Linked DNA regions of Mus musculus: region 2 is linked to region 1. Evidence: chromatin contacts called from public HiChIP or PLAC-seq data. All regions are on one chromosome and are shown on one strand. Each heading gives the region's core, a stretch centred on a gene start, on an enhancer-like site or on the middle of the called end of the contact. The rest is flanking DNA. Distances are from core to core; before and after follow the strand shown.

Region 1 (3,120 bases), core at 130-2,629:
AATGAGAAAAGTGTTCCACCACCAAGGCAGCTTTAGTCCCTAAGCTTGAATTGACATGTTATTGAGGTTCCCTGTTTCAACTCAAATATTGAAAAAACAAAAAACAAAAAAACCTTAAAACCAAAAAGCCAGATGTACCCTGATGGTGACCTCCCACCCCATTACTAGTAATAACACTGAAATGACCAATTTGTTCTTTTTTTCTTTCTGCTTTCTTTAGCCTGTTCCCTTACAAAACTTACAAAATCAATCCCTTTGTACAACCGACAATAATGCACATTTTATTTTATGGAACTAAGTGTTGCCCGATGCTAAATTTAACAATAAAAATAAATACCAATTAGAAGGTTTAACTTGTTATAATTTTGTCTCCAGATGATCGGGCTTCCCACCCTGCCAGTGTGCGTGAGGCCCATCTTCTTTAATCTATTTAGGTTCATTTGTACACACAACATGTTCCGATAGTTTTGCAAGACCCCAGCGGCTTGAGGAAGAATCCTTCGTCAGGTTTTTCCTGCCCCTTTGACTGTGACCAGTGTAGGAAACTTTCCACTTCAGAGTCGCTAAAGATCGATGTAGGTGACGAACTGAGCTCATAATTGAGTTCAAAGCTGGGACACTAATATCTTATGATATTTTACCAAGCTGGGTGGTGGTGGTGCACACCTTTAATCCCAGCATGTGGGAGGCAGAGGCAGGTGGATCTCTGTGATTTCAAGGTGTTGGCCTGGTCTACAGAGGGAGTTCCAGGACAGCCAGGGCTACACAGAGAAACCCTGTCTGAATACAAAACAAAGCAAAACACCTTCCCCACCACAAAAAAAAAAAAAAAAAACAAACAAACAAAAAACCCAAACCAAACCATAAAAGAAAGGAAGGAAGGGAGGGAGGGAGGAGGGAGGGAGGGTGGGAGGGAGGGAGGGAGGGAGGGAGGGAAGGACCTTACCAAGACAGTGCTGATATGAATAGGCAGTTCTCAGAAGCCAGATGGATCTTTAATATCTAGTCTATGCCTGAGTCATATCATTTCCTAAACTTTTTTTTTTTCTTTACGTGTGTTTATTGCCGGATCTCAAAGCCGTCACCATTTCCTGTACACGCTGGGTCCCTCCTTAGCGCACCAGCTCGGCAGCCGCAGAAGGTGCAGGGCAGAGTGTGTTTATAGGACCAGAAAACTGGTCAGCGAGTAGGGAGGCAAGTTTGTCATTTTGTAACAGTTTGGACCCAAAGCTTCTTATAATAAAGGCAGCCCCTCTGGTTCTAGTTTAAACAAGGAGAAGATGGATTATTGCTTTTCCAGAAGTCCATATTTGGTCATGTCTTGAAGTATCTATGCTTTTTTATTTTCTATCTTTCCATCCTCAACCCACGATGTACATCAGGGTAGCCCCAGTCTTGAGATCTCTCTGTCTCAGCCTCCCCATGCTGGCATTACGGAGTTGTCCCTCTATAACTCGCAGGCACCAAGGACATGCTCGGGGCCAGGCAGTTCACTGCGTTCTTGTGCTGGCCAGCCTGTGGCACTGGGCTGGAGAAACCCCACTTCCCTAAGTAGTCAGAGTCGGAATTTGGCCAGAGTCGTCTTTGAAAGTGGGGAATTCATAAACCATACTGCAGCTCATCAAAATCTTGTCTTAAATACAAAATCAAAAAGTAAATCCATTGACTTCACCACCATTCCTTTGACATCCACAGACATAAGCTTTTTCTCTGACTGCAGGCTGCCAACCAGGACTGTGTAAGACTCCTGCTAACACAGGTAGGAGGAGCATTATCAAGCTGAAGGTGTCTGGAGCAAGGACTCAAGACACTTGCAAACTGAGAGGAGAAGTTTTGTAGATTTTGGTTTTCCTCCCACACCCAAACCTTCAGGATGTTTTGTGCACATGTAATTCTACAGCTTTTTTTCCCCCTTTCTCTTTTAAATCAAGCCTTTATCAACTCTCAAACATTCAACTTATTTTCCTAAAGATTACAACTCTCTTCACACTCATAGTTGTTTGGTTTGGGTGATATTGAATTAAATGATGTAATTTCAGAGTACGACTTGCATAAACAAGGCTGGGAACAAACAGAATTAGCTTTTGGAAAGCTCAGGTTCTAGAGAGGGATTCGGTTCGCCCACCATCGGGCAGGCAGGCGACTCACTAGTTCTGAAAAGGCGAAGGGTCTTGAGAGCAAAGGCAGTTCAAAGGTCTATGCCACACAGGGAGTGAAGATGAGCTGATGTGACCTCACAGCTGGAAACCAAGCCTAGTGGTGTACACCTGTAACCCCAGCACTCCCCATACAGGGGCAGGAGGATTGCAACTTTGAAGCCATCCCCAGGGAGAGGATGTCTTGAAAAATCCAAAAGCAAATAGCAACCAAAAACCCCAAACATAGGCATAAAGGAGAATGTAATTTTAAGACCTTAGCACTGTTCACATCACGTGAAGGTAAGGAGCGCTCAGGCCTTTGGAAGGGATGCTAGTGTTGAGTAGCCAATCAAAACATTCTTGGCCAGGTCTCCGGTGGGACTGGTAATGCTTTCCCATAGGACAGTGTGGCCGGGTACTTCCTGTTGGATGCTTTTAGTTAGGAGACTGCTAACTCTAAAATATTTTAATATATTAACTCCGAAGAGGAGGCAGGAGAGAAGCCGCTCCTGGTTTATGTTAGCAAAAGTCTGAAGTGAGTGAGTCTCCATGAGGGCTCTCCAGCACCTTTGAGCATCAGGAAGAGGCAACAGTCCCCTGCCAGTGTCTCCCGGGATAAAACAGATGACGCTCTGTGGCTGGGACATCTAAGCTTTTGGATGAAACTCCAAGCTCTTCAGTTCATTAATGCTTGGCTGGACTGCACGCTGAAAGGAGCCCTCAAAGTGAAAAGCCCTGGTGTTCCAGGGTGGATTGTGAAATTACATTTCTTCCTCACCTTCTAAATCCTCGTAAATGAAATTATATTGGTCTAATCAGTAGAAATCAAGAACTAAAAAGCAAAACACTTGGTGCAAAGTACCAGCCCAGTTGTGCTCAGAGCTTTCAGTACCTTGGCAGGGAGCCTCAAGCAAGAGAGCCCCAGTTTGGTTAATTCTTATCAAATCCATTAGAAACATCAAGTAGCTTTTTCTTTTAAACA
Region 2 (3,303 bases), core at 201-2,700, 670 kb after region 1:
ACAGGACAGACATGGTACTTCCCCCAAGATCTAAGGCTGTAGCTAGAAACATGCAGAGGAGAGCACCTTGTTGATTGAAGTAACTTGGTTTGTCAGCCTCTCTAGGGTCACTTCTTCCATCTGCAAAATATAAATATTACCTTTCTCCTTAGATGTTTTGACATTGTGTGTGTGTGTGTGTGTGTGTGTGTGTGTGTGTGTGTGTGTGTGTGTGTATGGGTGTGTGTGTATGGGAGGGTAGGTCTGTATGAGTGGGTTTGTATGTGCCTGTGCAGGTGTGTATGTGTGTATGGTGGGGTTGTATGTGCCTGTGCGTGCGGGTGTGTGCATTGATGGGTGTGTGCATATTCCTATGCATCTGTGATGGTCAGAATAGGATGCCAGATCAACCTGAGCTGAGAACTCTGGTCCCCTACGAAGAGCACCACGCTCTCTTAACTGTGGGGCCATCATGACTCCAGCCCCATAAAAAAGTGTTTTTATGATTAACAGTGCCTGAGATATGAGAAAGAATAACTAAATGCCTATAAATTCTTTCATGGTTTAAGATAAACTCTCTTGGAAAGAAAGAAAGAAAGAAAGAAAGAAAGAAAGAAAGAAAGAAAGAAAGAAAGAAAGAAAGAAGGAAGGAAGGAAGGAAGGAAGGAAGGAAGGAAGGAAGGAAGGAAGGAAGGAAGGAAGGAAGGAAGGAAGGAAGGAAGAAGAAAGAAAAGCAGAAGGTAAGAATTTAAATTCTTTCATCACCAACTGACATTTTCAGTCTCTTCTTTATTCTAAATATCTCGGTCTTTAGTTGCTCTTTGAATTGAATAGTCAGTGCCTGTTTATAGTTTATCTGCCTGCCCTCATCTAGGCTAAAGGTTTATAACAAGTAGCCTGGATTTGCCTGGGAGACCAGCTGTCTCAGAGAGATCCCTGTTGTTTTCAGAGTGAGTTTACTAAGAACAAGTGACATGGTCCCCACAATCTCTCAGCAGCATCCAAATGAGAACAAACTTATTCAAATGAGAACAGACTTATTTTCTGCACCCAAAGGGAATGAGAGTAAGAAAGAGTCAAATGTCTCCAAACAACAGCTTGGGCGGAGACCACTGGGAAGGGAGAAGGCTGGCGAAGGGGTTGGGGGCTGGGACTCATGCTGGAATCCCTGCACAGTCACAGGAAAGATGACTGACTGTCTTCACCAGCCTGGGCTACAGGATGAAGCCACATCTCAAAAAAAAAAAAAAAAAAAATCAAAGAAGAGAAAGAAGGGGAGGAGGGTAAAGAGGAGGAGGACTGGGACGAGAGGGGCCCATGGGATCTTTTTTTCTTGAATGTCTCCACATATGGGTTAATATGACTCAAGCCATGCCAGAGGCCCCAAGGATGAGCATGGTTTGAAGGTTGTCCACCTCCTCAACGTCAAACAGAAAGTAAGAAAAGAAGACGTATGGGGGAGGGCGTTTCCTTAGGATGATCATCACCATCTCAAAAAAGTCCCTGGGCCCTATAGGCAAGAGTGGTGACATTTGGCCTGTCTAGAAAACATGCAAAGTAGCTGTGGACTTCATCTTTAAGAAGTTAGCAGCAATGGAAAAACAAAAGTCTGAGTGAAGGAATACAGCTTGGTGGTAATACATTGTCTAGCACTCATGAGGCCCTGGCTGCAGACCCCAGTACTGGTGGGGGGGGGGAGAAAAAGAAAGAGGAGGGAGGGGGAGAGAGAAGCCAAGCATCCACCCCTTGAGAAGCTAATCAAAGCTGGTGAGCTGTTGGCAAGCCTACCTGAAGGCATAGGTCTCAGGGATATAAGGTCAATGCCTTTGTTTTGGGGGTATGTTGGATTGGGAATGCTTATGGAGGACTGAATTAAAACCAGCAGTTAATGCTGAGATAACATTTTGGGTTTGAAAATAAATGTGTGAGAGAGTTATATTAAAATGAATGGTCATTGGATCTTGAAAATAAATGAAGCTACCTAGGCTGGATTCTAGATAATTGAGACGGAAGTGGCTAAGGATGATGTGACAATTGTCAAAACTACTTAGAACCTTGGGCCTTTTCTTTAGTGCTGTTGTAAAAGAAACTGAGAAAAACAAAGAGGAACGTCAGGTGCACATCCTTGGGTTTCATTTTGGTCACTGGTGACTCAAACATGCCAACCTTACCGTAGCTGTGTGACATAAAAAACTGAGATTACTTGACTTTAGAATCAGACTGACCAAATTTGAATCCCAACACTGGAATCTCCTAAACGACTGTAACTTGGGCTTTAATATCTCCATGCAATATAACATATTGATGTCCTCAAGAAGAGGCCACTGTTAAACTAGATAGGGCATGATGATCATGATTCTAAGAAGAAGGCAGTTAGGGGCTCAGTGAAGACCCATATCCTTTGCCGAAGTGGAGAGAGACTGCTAGGAGCAGATGCCCAACCAGTGTCTCCAGCTCCCTTGTGCTTTGATGGCCAGGTACTGGAACCGTGGTGAGGAGAGTCTGTGCCAAAGGCTCTCGGATCTCCTTTAAGTTGGCTGCACAGAAGCCTGGCATGCAGCCCTCTTCCATGACTTCTCTCACCCTCTCCTTCCAGCTAGGCAGAGTGGAGGTGACCTTGAAGGTCATCCCAGAAATCAGGAACTGGATGACAGAAGTAACAGAACCAGGATCCAAGAACCATCCACAGAAGGGGCTCAGACTGCTAAGCAACTCTGAAAGATTCATCTTCTTCCTAAGACTTCCTCCAGAAGGCAAAGAAGTTGATAGGGCTAAGGTTAGACAGGATAGACTGTCTACACCACAGGACATACTGACTCACCGCTGTAAGACACCACTGGAGACAGGAAGCTGGAGTCTACATAAATGAGGCTAGCAAGGAATTGCCAATGGGGTATGTCAAGTTGTGTCATTTTTCAGTTTTTAAATGACTTCCACTGTGACAGCATAAGCTTTGTTCAAAATCTTAACAAGTCTGACACATACATACAAGCGCTCTCTCTCTCTCTCTCTCTCTCTCTCTCTCTCTCTCTCTCTCTCTCTCTCTCTCTTTGTGTGTGTGTGTCACACAGACACACACACACACACACACACACATACACACACAAACAAAGTTGAAAGATCCACAGACCAGCCACAGTGGGAGCATCAAAGAGGAATGAGATTTTGTTCAAATTTTTTAAACTAATGATACATGTCTCAACTGCAAAAGCAAGATGTGGTGCTTTGAATGAGAATGGCCTCCAAAGGTCACATGTTTGAAGAGGCACTGCCCAGTAGATGGAATTGCTTGAGATGGATTAGGTGATGTGAAGAAGACAGGAT

Evidence for each region. HiChIP or PLAC-seq counts read pairs in DNA pulled down with a chosen protein or histone mark.
Region 2: a contact with region 1 is called in an H3K27ac HiChIP or PLAC-seq map of regulatory T cell precursor, with 4 times the contacts expected there. The contact joins two enhancer-like sites. A contact is called at or near these places in 1 of 115 datasets of contacts at active chromatin or transcription factors (regulatory T cell precursor) and 1 of 9 other capture datasets (liver).

The regions. Positions count from the first base shown.
Region 1 is chr8:34,082,547-34,085,666 of GRCm38.p6, forward strand. No RefSeq gene overlaps it. Among named protein-coding and RNA genes, the nearest start is that of Dctn6, 25 kb to the right of the region's middle. Within about 2 kb of position 1,380, at least 20 of the 459 cell types and tissues checked have an H3K27ac peak or open chromatin away from gene starts, as enhancers often do. A contact at or near this core is called in regulatory T cell precursor, where this site is marked.
Region 2 is chr8:34,754,296-34,757,598 of GRCm38.p6, forward strand. No RefSeq gene overlaps it. Among named protein-coding and RNA genes, the nearest start is that of Dusp4, 52 kb to the right of the region's middle. Within about 2 kb of position 1,451, at least 33 of the 459 cell types and tissues checked have an H3K27ac peak or open chromatin away from gene starts, as enhancers often do. A contact at or near this core is called in regulatory T cell precursor, where this site is marked.